4 separate regions of the Mus musculus genome follow, and all the other regions are linked to region 1. Evidence: chromatin contacts called from public ChIA-PET and HiChIP or PLAC-seq data. All regions are on one chromosome and are shown on one strand. Each heading gives the region's core, a stretch centred on a gene start, on an enhancer-like site or on the middle of the called end of the contact. The rest is flanking DNA. Distances are from core to core; before and after follow the strand shown. Region 1 overlaps Rora (RAR-related orphan receptor alpha). Region 2 overlaps Rora (RAR-related orphan receptor alpha). Region 3 overlaps Rora (RAR-related orphan receptor alpha). Region 4 holds the start of Anxa2 (annexin A2).

Region 1 (3,121 bases), core at 621-3,120:
ACTTGGGAAATTCTAGTCTAATAAAGACCTTATCTTCAAACTTAAAATGTGAGTGACTCCTGAGAAACAATTTCCAAGGTTGGCTTCTGACTTCTGGGTATAAGTGCATACACAAACGGAAGCACAGTGAATGAGGGGTGGCTCCCTCCAGTTGCTGTTGCTGTTCAAGCATTAGGGGCTGAGTGTTGGAGCCCCAGAACTCGTAGAAAAAGGCAGGTATGGCAGCACATGCCTGTAACCCAAGTACTTTGTTGGGGAAAATGGAAATGAGCAGATACCCCCCCAGTGTCTCTCTCTCTCTCTCTCTCTCTCTCTCTCTCTCTCTCTCTCTCTCTCTCTCACACACACACACACACACACACACACACACACACACACACACACACTCACCAGTGTGAAGCTCTAGAATATAGGGACAGAGGAACATTCTGTGAATGCCTTGGGGCTTTGCAGTCACTCAAATTACCAGTGACTCTAATTAACTTCCCAGGATTCTGGAACAGTCTTTATCTGCATTGTAAAAAAGGAATGTATCCCTCAGGGAACATGTCAGGCTGAGACCTTCCTGGGTGAGTTTTCTAGAATAGTAGAGGCATGGTGATATGGCAGCTGGGAAATAGCAGATTAAACAGAAATCTCCAGTCTTTGGTGCTATACTCTTTTTAGGAGACCTAGAAAGTGCCAGATTCCACTTTTCAGTTGAATAGACCTTGTGTGTGTGTGTGTGTGTGTGTGTGTGTGTGTGTGTGTGTGTGCACGCGCGCACACGTGTGCAGTTACTAATATCATTGTAATATAGTGTGCCAAGCTCTGTCCCAAAACTGAATGGACTTTAGTTCTACCATGAATTAAACCAGTAATGAGTACTTTCATCTCTGATTCAGACATTATCTACTAGATTTGATAGCTACTGACCACTCAAGACTCCTTTGCTTAGGATGAAATACTTACACTCTCTGGACCTCAGGATTCTCTTTGATCCATTGTTCATCACAATAGCTCCATATAGTGAGGTCTGTATGGCTCGCGTGCTAAGGACTTCACATGAGGGAACTCCTATGTCTACAGCAAACTTAATGCAGATGGCCTGAAACTTAGGTTAAGGGACTTAACTAAAGTCAAAGAGCATTGACTAATTCCAGAGCAGAGAATTAAAGCACGTCTTTGCACCAGTGTAGTTTGGGCTCTATGCCACTAAGGCCCATCCTGGCTTTCATATTGTAGCACTCCAGGGCCTTGAAGACTCATATAAAGATAGCTTGAGGGGGGGAATGGCAAGGTAGGTTGGTGGGTAAAGTCACCTACTACCAAACCAGATGACTTTGTGTGGTCCCATGGGACCCATGGGGTGGAAGGAAAGAACCAGAGACTCCTACAAGTCAGAGTGTACAAGCTTCACATGCACACAGTCACACCGAGACACACTTCATAAAGAAGTATAAAAACAATGATGATAGACGCTCCCAAACCTGCTTAAGCAGAAAAGGTTGCTGGAGTAAAAAGGGGTAGAAAGGATGAGAGTCGCCACACTGCCGAAAACACGGAAGAAACATGAGCAAAGCTTCTGAAAGCAAAATGCCATCGTCAGTGGCTCAGAGCTCATCACCCAACTATGTCAAGGTACTAGGAAGCTAAGTGCAGCCTCTCTTTCCAGACTGCACTGAGCCATCACTGTCCCTTCTCTCGGGATGGCATCGCGATGGCCATTCAGCCAATGGCTTCACACAGCAGACAGAGCCACCCAGTAAGGGTCTTCAAAGCTGCTGCATGGGAAGTCACCTCACCTTTGCAACTTTTCTACTCTATGCAGGTGTCAGCCACAGCTAGAGGAGCTGTGACTTTCACTTTAGCCAAGATGCTCCGTGGATACACACGCACGCTGGCACCCACAGTGTGCTCACTCAGAGATAGGGTGTCTTGGTTTCCTCTGCTTACACAACTGAAGCTGCCTGGGGACACTTTTATTTAGATGGCTCATCGGCCACAAACTGTTTCGTTACGTGTTGCCTGGCTCCCTTCACTTCCTGCACATTCTCTTGAGCAGATAGTTCATCTCCTTATCTCAGAGAACTATTTCCCCAAGTGTAGCCCTGGAGTTAGGAGTGTTGATACCATCGAGGCTGGTAAGCATGAAACCACCCTTTTGGTAATTGTTGGAGTGGTGCTTTTTTTCATGTTTGCTTCATGAAGAGATGATGTGGTTAGATTTGAGTGGGGCCTTGCTGAGGGTGTCATCTGTGCCTGGGGTTACCCACATCGTCACGTGGTTCACTTCTTTGTGCAGCACGATGATCTTATCTTATGGGTTGCACCTCTGCATGACACTCCAAGCTCCTTCTAGCTTTTGTGTGTGCATGCCCATGCAAATGTGGGCACTGGGCCTGTGTGGGGGGCTTACTCAAAGCAGCTGCTCACCGGTGGGTGCTTTAGTCATTAATGTATAATGGGAACTGGTCAATTGGGGGCCTCTCCAGCTGTGCTTAGAAAGTCAGGTTTACCTGACTTTTTCTCTTGAAATTTGCCTGAATTAGATATAGTTTTTCTAAGTTTCGAACGTGGTAATTCCTTTGTTCTCTCTCTATTCTGGGAACTGACCACTCAGAGTGCAAAGGTGAATACAACAGAGCAAATATCCTTAGGAGACTCTCAATATAGTAACACACACACACACACACACACACACACACACACACACACACACACACACTGGGAGGAGTGGGAAAGAAAGGTGGGAAGGGAGGGAGGAGAGATGACAAATATCTAGAATCTAATTCAGGAAGGGCCAAGGAGATACCAGGATCTGTGGGAAGACAGACTAGGACCAGAAGAGACCCTGTGAGGAGCAAGAGGCATATCAAGCCCATCTTCAAAGTCAAGAACAAGCTCACCACTTCAAAAATAGAGAAAATGTTCCCAGAAAAGGCCAGAAGAAAAGAAGCATATGAAGGCGGAACTATTTGGCTTGTTTGTATGTCCCAAATAGAGCAGCAGGCCCAGCAGCAGGCTGCACAAAGCTCACTGGCTCCTCTGGCATGGAAATTTGTGTATTTTCCTGAGGTGTGTGCTTTAAAAATTAATCCAAAGCTTAATTTGTGAGTTCATCAGAAACTCCAGAACATCC
Region 2 (2,944 bases), core at 11-2,510, 320 kb after region 1:
TCACCTGCCCACATCTTAGTCTTTTAATCCCTCCACTTCATCCATAAGGTAGCCGTGACACCTGCCCTTCCCACCTGTTAGGATATTCCAAGAATCAGAGGCACTTAAAAGTATCCTGGAAAGTGCCGCTTGAGTCCACATAGCATCTTCATTATCACTGTTGTGACCGTTTGTATGGTGTGGCCTTGGAGCCATGGATACAGAACAGGCTCACTGTGAGAATGGAAAATAGAGATGCTTATCTTAATCAATCCAAGACCGTGCCCCCCAAACTGTTATTCAAATTTCCATTGGTTAAATTTTAAATTCTTCTGCTTGTATGGGAAGAGTCCTAAGACAGGGTTAAAATAGCCCAAAATGAGTGGGAGAGTTGCTATTTGATACAAAAGGCCTAGAAGACAGTAATAGCTAAACCCAGATTAGCCCTGAGGCTTTTTAAGATTGGGGGTTGGGGGAAATCTGTGAATTTGGTTTGCTTTCCATTAGTGAAAACTAGAATGTATTGCATAAGATAGAATCACCTGCAGACACACATACATAATGGCTGAGATATTTGAGGGAGATTAGCCTCATAATTTTTTTAAAATTCTTCCTTTCACTGCTAATCCTATCATTGGCTGATTTACATATATGTAAATGCATCATCTAGACTGCAGGTTAATGGAGATGGATTTTTAAACATTATTGTGCGTATTTATTTGGAGCAGGAAGAGGAGTAGTCATGGCATGCACATGGAGGTCAGATGACAACTCGCAGGAGTCAGTTGTCTCTTTCTACTATGTAGGTCCTAGGAACTCAGGTCATCAGTCTTGGTGGCAAGTCCCTATACCACTAAGCCACCTCACTGGTCTAAAGCATGGGACTTTTGTACATCACCAGATCCTTTTGTACTTTTTAAAAAGGCCACCCACCTTTCAGAAGTGGGGAACTTGTTACTTGAGGGGAATTTTGAATTATTCATCTCTGTGGTTAAGACCTCATTCATGGTACTGGATTTAAAAAAAAAGAAGAAGAAGAAATCTATACCCCTTTCTTCCTTAATCTGACCTCTCTGAAATAAATTATTTTAAAAGTGAAATACTTGGGGCTGGAGAGAAGGCTGGGTGCATAACACTGCCAGCTCTGCAAGTATGAGGACCTAGCATCTATGGTTAAAATAATAGTAATATTAATAAAAAGCTGAGTGTGCTTGTGTGCACTGTAACCCCAGGATTGGCAGAAGCAGAGCCAGACAGATCCCCAGAGCTCACCTGCCAGCCAGCAGAGCTGAAACAGAGAACTTCAAGTTCAGTGACCATCTCTGTCTCAGGTATCAAGAGTGACAGAGGAAGACACCCAGTGTCCTAAGTTGAAATACTAAGCTAGCTATGCACATGGCCTGTCCAAGATAGCTGGCTCAACGTCAGCCTCGGTGTCCCCAAAGTTGGTGGGAGCACCAGGTCCTCTCTCATCCCTACAACAGTGTCTGCTCTGTTGTGGTCCTCCGCATGCATGGCCTTTGTGTGTGGCCCGTCCCCTGGGTGTCTGTGCCACCTGCATCCTTGTATCCTGCCCCAGAAGCCCAGCAGTCACTCTGAGTCGGTCAGCTGTGCCACTGGAGTTCTGTGTATTGACCTGACAATGCATGATCTAGAAAAATGAAAATCAGGGATAGAGAGGGGGTGACTTGTGTGCTATGCCTTAGGCTCATTAATGACAGGCTATTCAGTGAGTCCCGAATTGACAGAGTACCAATGCATTTACACACGCACAGGATACATTTCAAGGCCCAATATTTATCCTGGAGATAATAAATAACAGACAGTAAGGCTAACAGCAACTACAGTCCCAATATATCTAGACACCTCCCCTCCTCAAATCCTGTCCATGGAACACCTCCATGTTGAAATGGTGTTCAGTTGGTGGTGGTTCTGCTCATCTGCTCATGTGACTTCCAACAACGAATGCCACTAAACCATTAGAGTGTGAGTTTTTCAGTATTGTACAGTATTATGAGTTTGGTTTTAAGGGATACAATACCTGTTCTATATTGTAGTGTCTGACTGTAGTTATTTTACCCCTAGTTATGGTGAAGTATACGAGTTCTGCCACTATTGTTAATTATCATATTCTAACCAGGTGCCAATGATCCCACCATGACAAATCATAAATCATTTTCTTCCTGGCAGTATAATTAGACATAGGAGGGTAAGCCATATTGTATATCAAATGGATCTGTAGTAAGAAGGGGATAGAAAATGGTCTGGGTTGTTGTATCAGTTATCTTTCTATTGCTGTGATCAAACACAACAAACACAACTTATAAATGAAAGCATGTCATTGGGTTTACAGTTTTACAGGGTTAGAGTGTGTGACCCCATGGTAATAGGAAAGCTAAGAGCTCGCATCTCAAACTGCAAGCAAGAGGTAGAAGGCAGGAAGGAGTCTGTTGAAACCTCAAAGCTCACTTCCAGTGACACACGTCCTCCAACGAGACCATACCTCCTAATCCTTCCCAAACAGGTCCACCAACTGGGGACTAAGTATTTGAACAAATTGAGTCCGGGGGGGGGGGGGGGGCGTTGGGGAGGAGCATTCTCATTCAAACACCACAGTCGTTTTCTGAGTTAGCTGTGTTGTAGGTATATCTAAAAATCGACCTGACCATAAAGAAGCCAGACAGCATGACCCTTGGAGATCTAGACAGGGGCAGTGCACTACATGGCCCCTGAGTCTGCCCAGACTACCCGGGTTAGAATTCTGCCTGGGACTTGTCAAGTTGAGCAGTGACCTCATCACGTAGAGTATCAATCCATTCCCCCAGCCTGTTAGGCAAGGGTAGCAAGCTGCTTGCTGGAGTACTCACACGCATCCAGGTCAGACACTTGGGAGTGGCTTGGATGTGCAGCGGGGGTGCTTGCATACCCGAGAGCTGGCTGTTGTTACCCACACTCCTCTATACCT
Region 3 (3,320 bases), core at 542-3,041, 280 kb after region 1:
TATATAGATACTGGGAGTGACAGCAAGCACTCTTAGCTACTGAGCCACCTCTTTAGCCCCCAGGTTTTTTACATTTTCATGGAAAAATTAGATTGTTTTTTATCAAGTAGAAAAGTAGGAGAAAAAAATATATAGCTGAAGGCCCATGTGTGTACAGAGGCATGAATGTAGTCTTTAAGGGCACTACAGTGAACTCGGGACTATGTCAGGGAAGCCAACTGAATCATACCCCTTTATTCTGAGCATCATGAAAGTGCACCACTCCCTGTCGGCTGTGGTCTTCCAATTCCTCCCCCTAGTCCCCCAACACCCAATCAGAACCAAGGAGAGTAAATAACCACCTTCAGATAATACCAATGGGTAAACATGTCCAGAACTGATCATGTAAGGCAGTGTTGGCAGAGCCACTAGCTGGCAAAATAAAGAAAGGGTGAGTAGAAAAAAATATCAGTAGTCCAACACTGGACCATACAGGGCAGAATAGAGACCTGGTAAAATGACTAATAATATGGTAATATGCATTCTTCCTGTCTCATAAGTGGGTCCTGACAACTATCTAGTCCACAGCACTTGTGTGACTTGGGAGAAAAGAAGAGCTCAGAAAGGTTAAGTGGCTGGCTCAGCATCATCACCACTTAGCAGCAGAGTCAATTTTGGAACTTTGGTCTCTTGACTCTCAGTGCAATGGCCCAACTACTGTACCATGACCTTCTAATTGATTGCGTGATGACAGCCCATGTCAGGGGTATAGGGTCAGGTTCACGGAGACCTCTAAAAGAATAGCTGTTGGAGACTCATCACTAAAGCTGTTTGTGGTATTAACCATCTCCAAAGGACCAAAACGAATTAATACAGTTCAGCATAAAATCTGAAGTTACATCTAGAATGGAAGGTCATTTTGTGTGTGCATTGAGCCACCTAACAAGTATTTATTAAGAAATGCCTGTGTCGTGTTTGCGTGACCTGCAGCTCAGGAACAACTGTCTCCTCTGTAAGAGGCCAGGGGGTGCGAGGGGACACCTCTGGGTCTGTCCCCTTCGTGTCTCTTCCCCTCCCTTCTGTGTCTCAGGTACACATCTTCCCTTTCTCTGGGTTGTCATATCCTTTTCATCTGCTCTTTAAATGTCAATCTCTGTTCTCTTCTCCTTTCTTAGCCAGTGTAGGTTTCTCCTGTTTATCTCGCTCTCCCTTGACTGACGCATTCTATTTGCATGTCTTTAGCTGCAGTTAATATCTGCTAAATCAAACCATATTGGGCTTGAATAGCTTCCTTTGAGTTCTGAATAAAAGGATGCTTCAGCCGCCTGGCTCTGCAACTGTAGGTTCTTTGTCAGTCAGGAGGTTTAACTTACTCAAAACCTTCCTTGTCCCCATCCCCGCGTCCCTATATTGTTCATCTTCCCCCTGTTCAAGCCAGCTCACCCTTTGAGCTGTTATTCCTGTAAACTGATCCCTGTTTGGGGGAAATGACTGCTGTTTCATTTACTTACATGGCTTGGTGAATGAGGACACCTATTGTTCTGTTTGTTTGCTGGTGTCTTCTTTTCACTAGACTACCACCCCACGGTCATTAGAAGGACCACGACCACTGCTGTCTTCAGCTTAGCCATAGTGAGCATGAACTAAGCATCGGGTCAGAGGACTTGAACCTAAAATGAACAGCCCTCTGTTATTTTTTTTTTCCTGAGGAGGAGAGCAAGATGAGCAAGTCACTTGCATTGATTGGTTGAGTTCAACCAGTTTCCTATAGCTGATGTCTCCTACCGCAGAGAAATGATTAGATTCTAAGTGCCAGAAGAAAGGTGTGAAAAGACACTAACCACAGAAAATGCCTCTTGTAAAGTATGTCATCCACTATTGATTTTACACCCAGGAAGTGCCAGAGTCTTGAAATTTTTTGTTTGTTTGACGCAAAAGCATCGGAAACGAAATCCACATGAAATATATCAAAACTCCACAGCCAACTTTTACCCTCTTCATCTCTGTCATTCAACAGCTGCCTGTCCTTGCCTCTCAAAGAAGCCATGCTAAGGGTTTGATAGCATAACAGCGATACTTAGATTCAAGATCAACTTCTATTACCAGGAAAGTGAAAGGAATTCATGGGTGAGTGGGCTCTGTGCCTGCCGGCTGCATAAGTGAACTGTGGGGATGCCCTACAACTCCAGCTGATAGATTCCCAGCTCTGTGCCTGTTCTGTCTCCTGCCTCCTGAGAATTAGTGGCAAGTCCTGACTTCCTATGCAGGACATTCTAGAGATAAGGGACTTCCTTTCTGAGAGGCAGTCTCACGCCACACTAGGGAGATGAGTGAGGGGTTGGTGTCCTTGGGGAAGATGTGCATAACTCGTCTTCTTTCTCCCAAGTCTATCAGCCGTAGAAAGCAAAGAAAGCAACCTTCCTGTCAGCAAGCTGAAGACTCTCAAGTAAGAGAGGCCTTTGGGGCTTCTTTCGGTATCACTGTCTGAGGCTACATGGCTGTTCTGCCTCCCATCATAAAGGCCAACACTAATCTCTGGCAAGTCAGAAAAGTACAGGAGGCCAAAGTGACAGTGGGAACCTTGGGTACTATCCTACCCATTTTCCAGCAGAGGAACAGTCCCTACCCGCTTCCCCAGAGCTTACTATCCAGGAAACCATCCTCTCATGCAGGGAGTTCTCGGGGGATCAAGAATGTCCACATATGGAAACATTTTAGATTATCACATCTGGAAAGAGCTCCCAGCAACTAATAAGGAGAGGCCATGGAGAGTGCTACACATCCACAAGGCCCAAGACAACCTTAGAGCAAAGAATTCTCTGGTATAAAATTCCAGCAATGCCAAGCGATAGAAATCCCCACAGAACATGGGCTTTGGCTCAGCTTCATTCATAATGGGTCCTTTGCATGTGACATCAGCATTTTCTACCAGAGTAAGTTCTCTTTTTAAATGTTTGTCTGAATTGGATCTGTTGAGGTAAGTCTTTAATCATGCCCAGGAGACAGAGAAAGGAGGACTCAGAGTTCAAGACCAATCCGGGCCACTTCACAAGATCCTGTCTCAAAATAAAACTAGGCTGAGCCTGTAGCTTTGTTGTAGAGAGCTGGCCTGGCATGTGTGGGGCCCTGGTTCCATCCTCAGTACTGTTAAAACGTACTCATGTTCACGTTCTTTATGCATGCAGGTGTGTTTTTAAGTGCTTGCAAAGGCCATGCGTTAACCTCAGCTGTCATTCTGTAGGTGACAACCACCTTGTGTTTTTCGAAATAGTGTCTCCAATTTGGCTCGGAGTCTATCAAGTTGGCTATGCTAGCTGGCCAGCAAACTGCAAAATTCCTCC
Region 4 (3,117 bases), core at 199-2,698, 420 kb after region 1:
TGTCACTCTGCTGGGGCCAACTTCACAGCTACCTGTCTATGTGACAGTGGGCACTGTGCCTATCTCTTCCCCTAACTGTCATCCTTTGGTTCCTAGGAGTGAATTGAGACCGTAGTGGAAAGTATAAACAGATGTTGATATCAGAAGGGACCAGGGCTGGGAAGATAGTGGCCTAAGATCTTGTAGCTTAAGAACCTGAGTTCTGTTCCAAGTTCAGGTAGAAGGCTTTTTGGCCAACCAATCTTGCCTAATTTGTGAGCTCCAGGCCAAAGAGATACCTTGTCTCAAATAACAAGCTGGGCCAAGGTGGGTGCTCTGAAGGGACAGCATCCTAGAGGCTGACAGCGCCTTGCAGGTCATGTGTGATACACGTGACCACGTGTGATACGAGTGAACCACAAGCACACACAACTAGATGGAAGAGAATCGTTAGAACCTAGAGAAAGCAGAGAGGTAGACTCTGCAAGGACGGAGTTGAAAGACCTAGTGTGACTGGGCAGCGGTGGTGGTGTACACTTTTAATTCCAGCACTGGGGAGGCAGAGGCAGGCAGATCTCTGATTCCAGACGAGCCTAGTCTCCAGACAACCAGATCTATACAGAGAAACCCTGCCTTGAAAAACAAAAACAAAACAAAACAAAACAAAACAAAAGAACCAAAACTAGTGTTTAAGGTATTTCCAGCTCTCTTGCTAGCTTGAAGTTTAATGCGGTGTGAACAGTCACCCACAAACACAGTTCACTACTGCGTTGTTTCCTGGAAAAGCAAGCTAGAAAAGAAACAATATGACCCAGAGAAACAGTTTGTCAAGGAATGAGAAGGGGGAAAAACCTTCAATAACCTACAATTAGGAAAAGACCGTAGGACCTGGGGTGTATTGGAGTACTGGGGGAAGGAGGTACCTTCTAGCCTTACCTCTTAGTCTCCCTAGCTGGTTAGAGGCCTCTCCGCTTTGATTTACAAGGCGGAGTAGACTGTGTAAAGCAGGGCCAAGCGAACACCCTCCTCACACTGCTCCAGCTGGTGACCAGAGGTTAAGCTAATATGTTTGCAGACAGTGATGGAGAGCTGGGTGCCAACGGCCCAGTTCAGAGGAATCCAAATATATGCGCCTTGAAACAATTCTACCCTCCATTACCTCGCTGCCTAGAAGCCTTTTAAAAGCAAAAGAAGTGAGTTGGGCAAGCCAAGCAGCTGAAATCTTAATAACCCAGAGCCAGCCTGAGCAGGGCCCTGTACTCTAGGAGTAAGGGGATTTGGGCGGGGGAAATGGGTGGATACTTGTAGGGCCTGGGGAGGCGGTGGAGCTGTCACGTAGGGCAGGACTGGGCTTGGGCTACGTTCCAAGTTGGATGAGTCACCCAGCAGGGTGGGAACAGGCCGGGGAGGGAGGGGATGTGGGGCGGCCTCGCGCTGGGAGGATGGGGCGGGTATAAAAGCCCCACCCAGCCCAGCCGGGCTGCTCCGCTTCAAGGGAGGCTCTCAGCGATACGTGCCCGGCCCAGGTAAGTGGGGCGCGGCCCGGTCGCCCGCTATGGCCTCGGGGTTGCGGTGCTGAACGGGGAGCGGGCAGGCTCCGGCGATGGGGACCCCGGGAGGCACGGAGAGGGACCCACTCCACCCGGTGATCTGCGAGGCCCTGCAACAGAGTTGCAAAGTGTCCCGCAAGTGACCGTGCTCTTTGCATGCCACTCTCCTGAGGGGTCGGGGCGCAGGGGTCGGGGCGTGCTTCCCCTTGAGGTTTCCTCGGAACGGGGAGACCCTTTGTGGGGCGGGGAGCCGAGGGGGCGGCATTCCAGACGTGCTAGATGTCAGGAGGGGGACTGGGTGTGGCCGCTGGGGGAGCCTCCGGCCCAGCAGTGAGAAGTCCCACTTCGCTTTCCGCACTGCGTTCTCTCACTCTGGACCGTAACTTCTGCAATTTCAGGTGAATTTCCTTGCAACTGAGGGACGTGCCTTTGTGGAGTCGGAGCAGGGTACCTGGGGGAGGTCCAGGGGGCACCAGAACCTCAAGTCTTGACTACTGGGTGCCCTTCTTTACAATCTCAACTCAGTCTTCGTCATGAACGCTAGATTGTCTGCTAGGTCAGCGACCTCAGACTTCATTTCTTCTGGGGAGTTTGTGGCTCGCTTAGAATGTGTGCAGAAGGAAGTGTCCCCGGGTGGTTGTAGGGAACGTTGCCTTGACTGTGCTGATGCCACCATGAATCAGTTGATAGGGTCTATAGAAAAGGGCGTGGTTCCTGGGCCTCAGGTTCCAAAGCTGGCGCGGAGGGCTGTGGTTGGAGAAGTTTCTTTATCTATGAAAGTGGTTTCCGAACTCTGCTGTTGATAGCGCCACTCACACTGAGTTATTGAAGGTTTCCGAAAACAAGTTCATTCAAAAATAGCTAAATAAAGCGTACTGAAACAGTGTCATGCAAATGTAAAAGCAAAGCAAAGGCAACAAAATAACTGTTACTTGAGACAGAGCCGTAATCTCAACACTCAGAAGACTGGAGCAGCAAGATCCCTTTTGAATCCGACCTGAGCTACATAGTAAGTGAGATTCCTGTAGGGGGAAAAACCCAACTACCAAAAAAAAAAAAAAAAAAAAAAAAAGAGAGAGAGAGAGAGAGAGAGAGAGAGAGAGAGAGAGAGAGAGAAAAGAAAAAAACCATGAGCTTATGATCACGATCAAGCTTATTGGTAATTGGTAGAGTACCGTAGTAGGTTGAACTTCATTCCCAGAACTTGAAAAAGCTATTCATGTGTGAACTATTATGCCATATTCAACTCCAGCCCTTAAAAGCAACCATAAACTCTTGGAATTCAAGATCCTCAGCCTGAAACACTCAGGAGTATAATTAGGTGGGTCTGCAACTTGGACTCGGGAAGCCACTTCCCTGCCCAACCCCAACAAAGCTATAGAATGTGTTTGGAATCCCAAGCTAGCACCAGAAAAAGATTAATTTGCAGTGTATCCGAGTTCTGGCTAAAGGCAGGGGAGCAGAATGCAAACTGGGGAGGGTGAGGGGTGATCTGTGGGTAGGAAGAATAAATCACTGATGTGGGGCTCAATTTTTTTCTCCCTTAGTTCTAAAGATAGTCTTGATCAAATCATAAATCCTATCAATT

Evidence for each region. ChIA-PET counts read pairs in DNA pulled down with a chosen protein or histone mark. HiChIP or PLAC-seq counts read pairs in DNA pulled down with a chosen protein or histone mark.
Region 2: a contact with region 1 is called in a BATF HiChIP or PLAC-seq map of CD8 T cells, with 7 read pairs. The contact joins two enhancer-like sites. A contact is called at or near these places in 3 of 484 Hi-C or Micro-C datasets (CD8 T cells, Th1 cells and group 2 innate lymphoid cells), 2 of 115 datasets of contacts at active chromatin or transcription factors (CD8 T cells and fibro-adipogenic progenitors) and 1 of 9 other capture datasets (embryonic stem cells).
Region 3: a contact with region 1 is called in an RNA polymerase II ChIA-PET map of effector CD8 T cells, with 22 read pairs. The contact joins two enhancer-like sites. A contact is called at or near these places in 4 of 484 Hi-C or Micro-C datasets (CD4 T cells, CD8 T cells, Th1 cells and 1 more) and 3 of 115 datasets of contacts at active chromatin or transcription factors (CD8 T cells, effector CD8 T cells and thymic regulatory T cells).
Region 4: a contact with region 1 is called in an RNA polymerase II ChIA-PET map of memory CD8 T cells, with 28 read pairs. The contact joins the promoter of Anxa2 here to the enhancer-like site in region 1. A contact is called at or near these places in 1 of 39 promoter capture datasets (liver), 2 of 115 datasets of contacts at active chromatin or transcription factors (CD8 T cells and memory CD8 T cells) and 1 of 9 other capture datasets (liver).

The regions. Positions count from the first base shown.
Region 1 is chr9:69,032,526-69,035,646 of GRCm38.p6, forward strand. All of the region lies in intron 1 of Rora (RAR-related orphan receptor alpha), which reads left to right. Among named protein-coding and RNA genes, the nearest start is that of Gm31262, 210 kb to the left of the region's middle. Within about 2 kb of position 1,871, at least 55 of the 459 cell types and tissues checked have an H3K27ac peak or open chromatin away from gene starts, as enhancers often do. A contact at or near this core is called in CD8 T cells, Th1 cells, effector CD8 T cells and 3 more, where this site is marked.
Region 2 is chr9:69,348,886-69,351,829 of GRCm38.p6, forward strand. The region is part of intron 3 of Rora (RAR-related orphan receptor alpha); the gene reads left to right. Gm15511 (predicted gene 15511) reads right to left here. Exons shown (of 3, transcript NR_136934.1): 3 at 4-213. Among named protein-coding and RNA genes, the nearest start is that of Gm15511, 14 kb to the right of the region's middle. Within about 2 kb of position 1,261, at least 13 of the 459 cell types and tissues checked have an H3K27ac peak or open chromatin away from gene starts, as enhancers often do. A contact at or near this core is called in CD8 T cells, Th1 cells and group 2 innate lymphoid cells, where this site is marked.
Region 3 is chr9:69,312,815-69,316,134 of GRCm38.p6, forward strand. All of the region lies in intron 2 of Rora (RAR-related orphan receptor alpha), which reads left to right. Among named protein-coding and RNA genes, the nearest start is that of Gm46153, 8.9 kb to the left of the region's middle. Within about 2 kb of position 1,792, at least 24 of the 459 cell types and tissues checked have an H3K27ac peak or open chromatin away from gene starts, as enhancers often do. A contact at or near this core is called in Th1 cells, effector CD8 T cells and thymic regulatory T cells, where this site is marked.
Region 4 is chr9:69,452,235-69,455,351 of GRCm38.p6, forward strand. It overlaps Anxa2 (annexin A2), which reads left to right and starts at 1,449. Exons shown (of 13, transcript NM_007585.3): 1 at 1,449-1,505.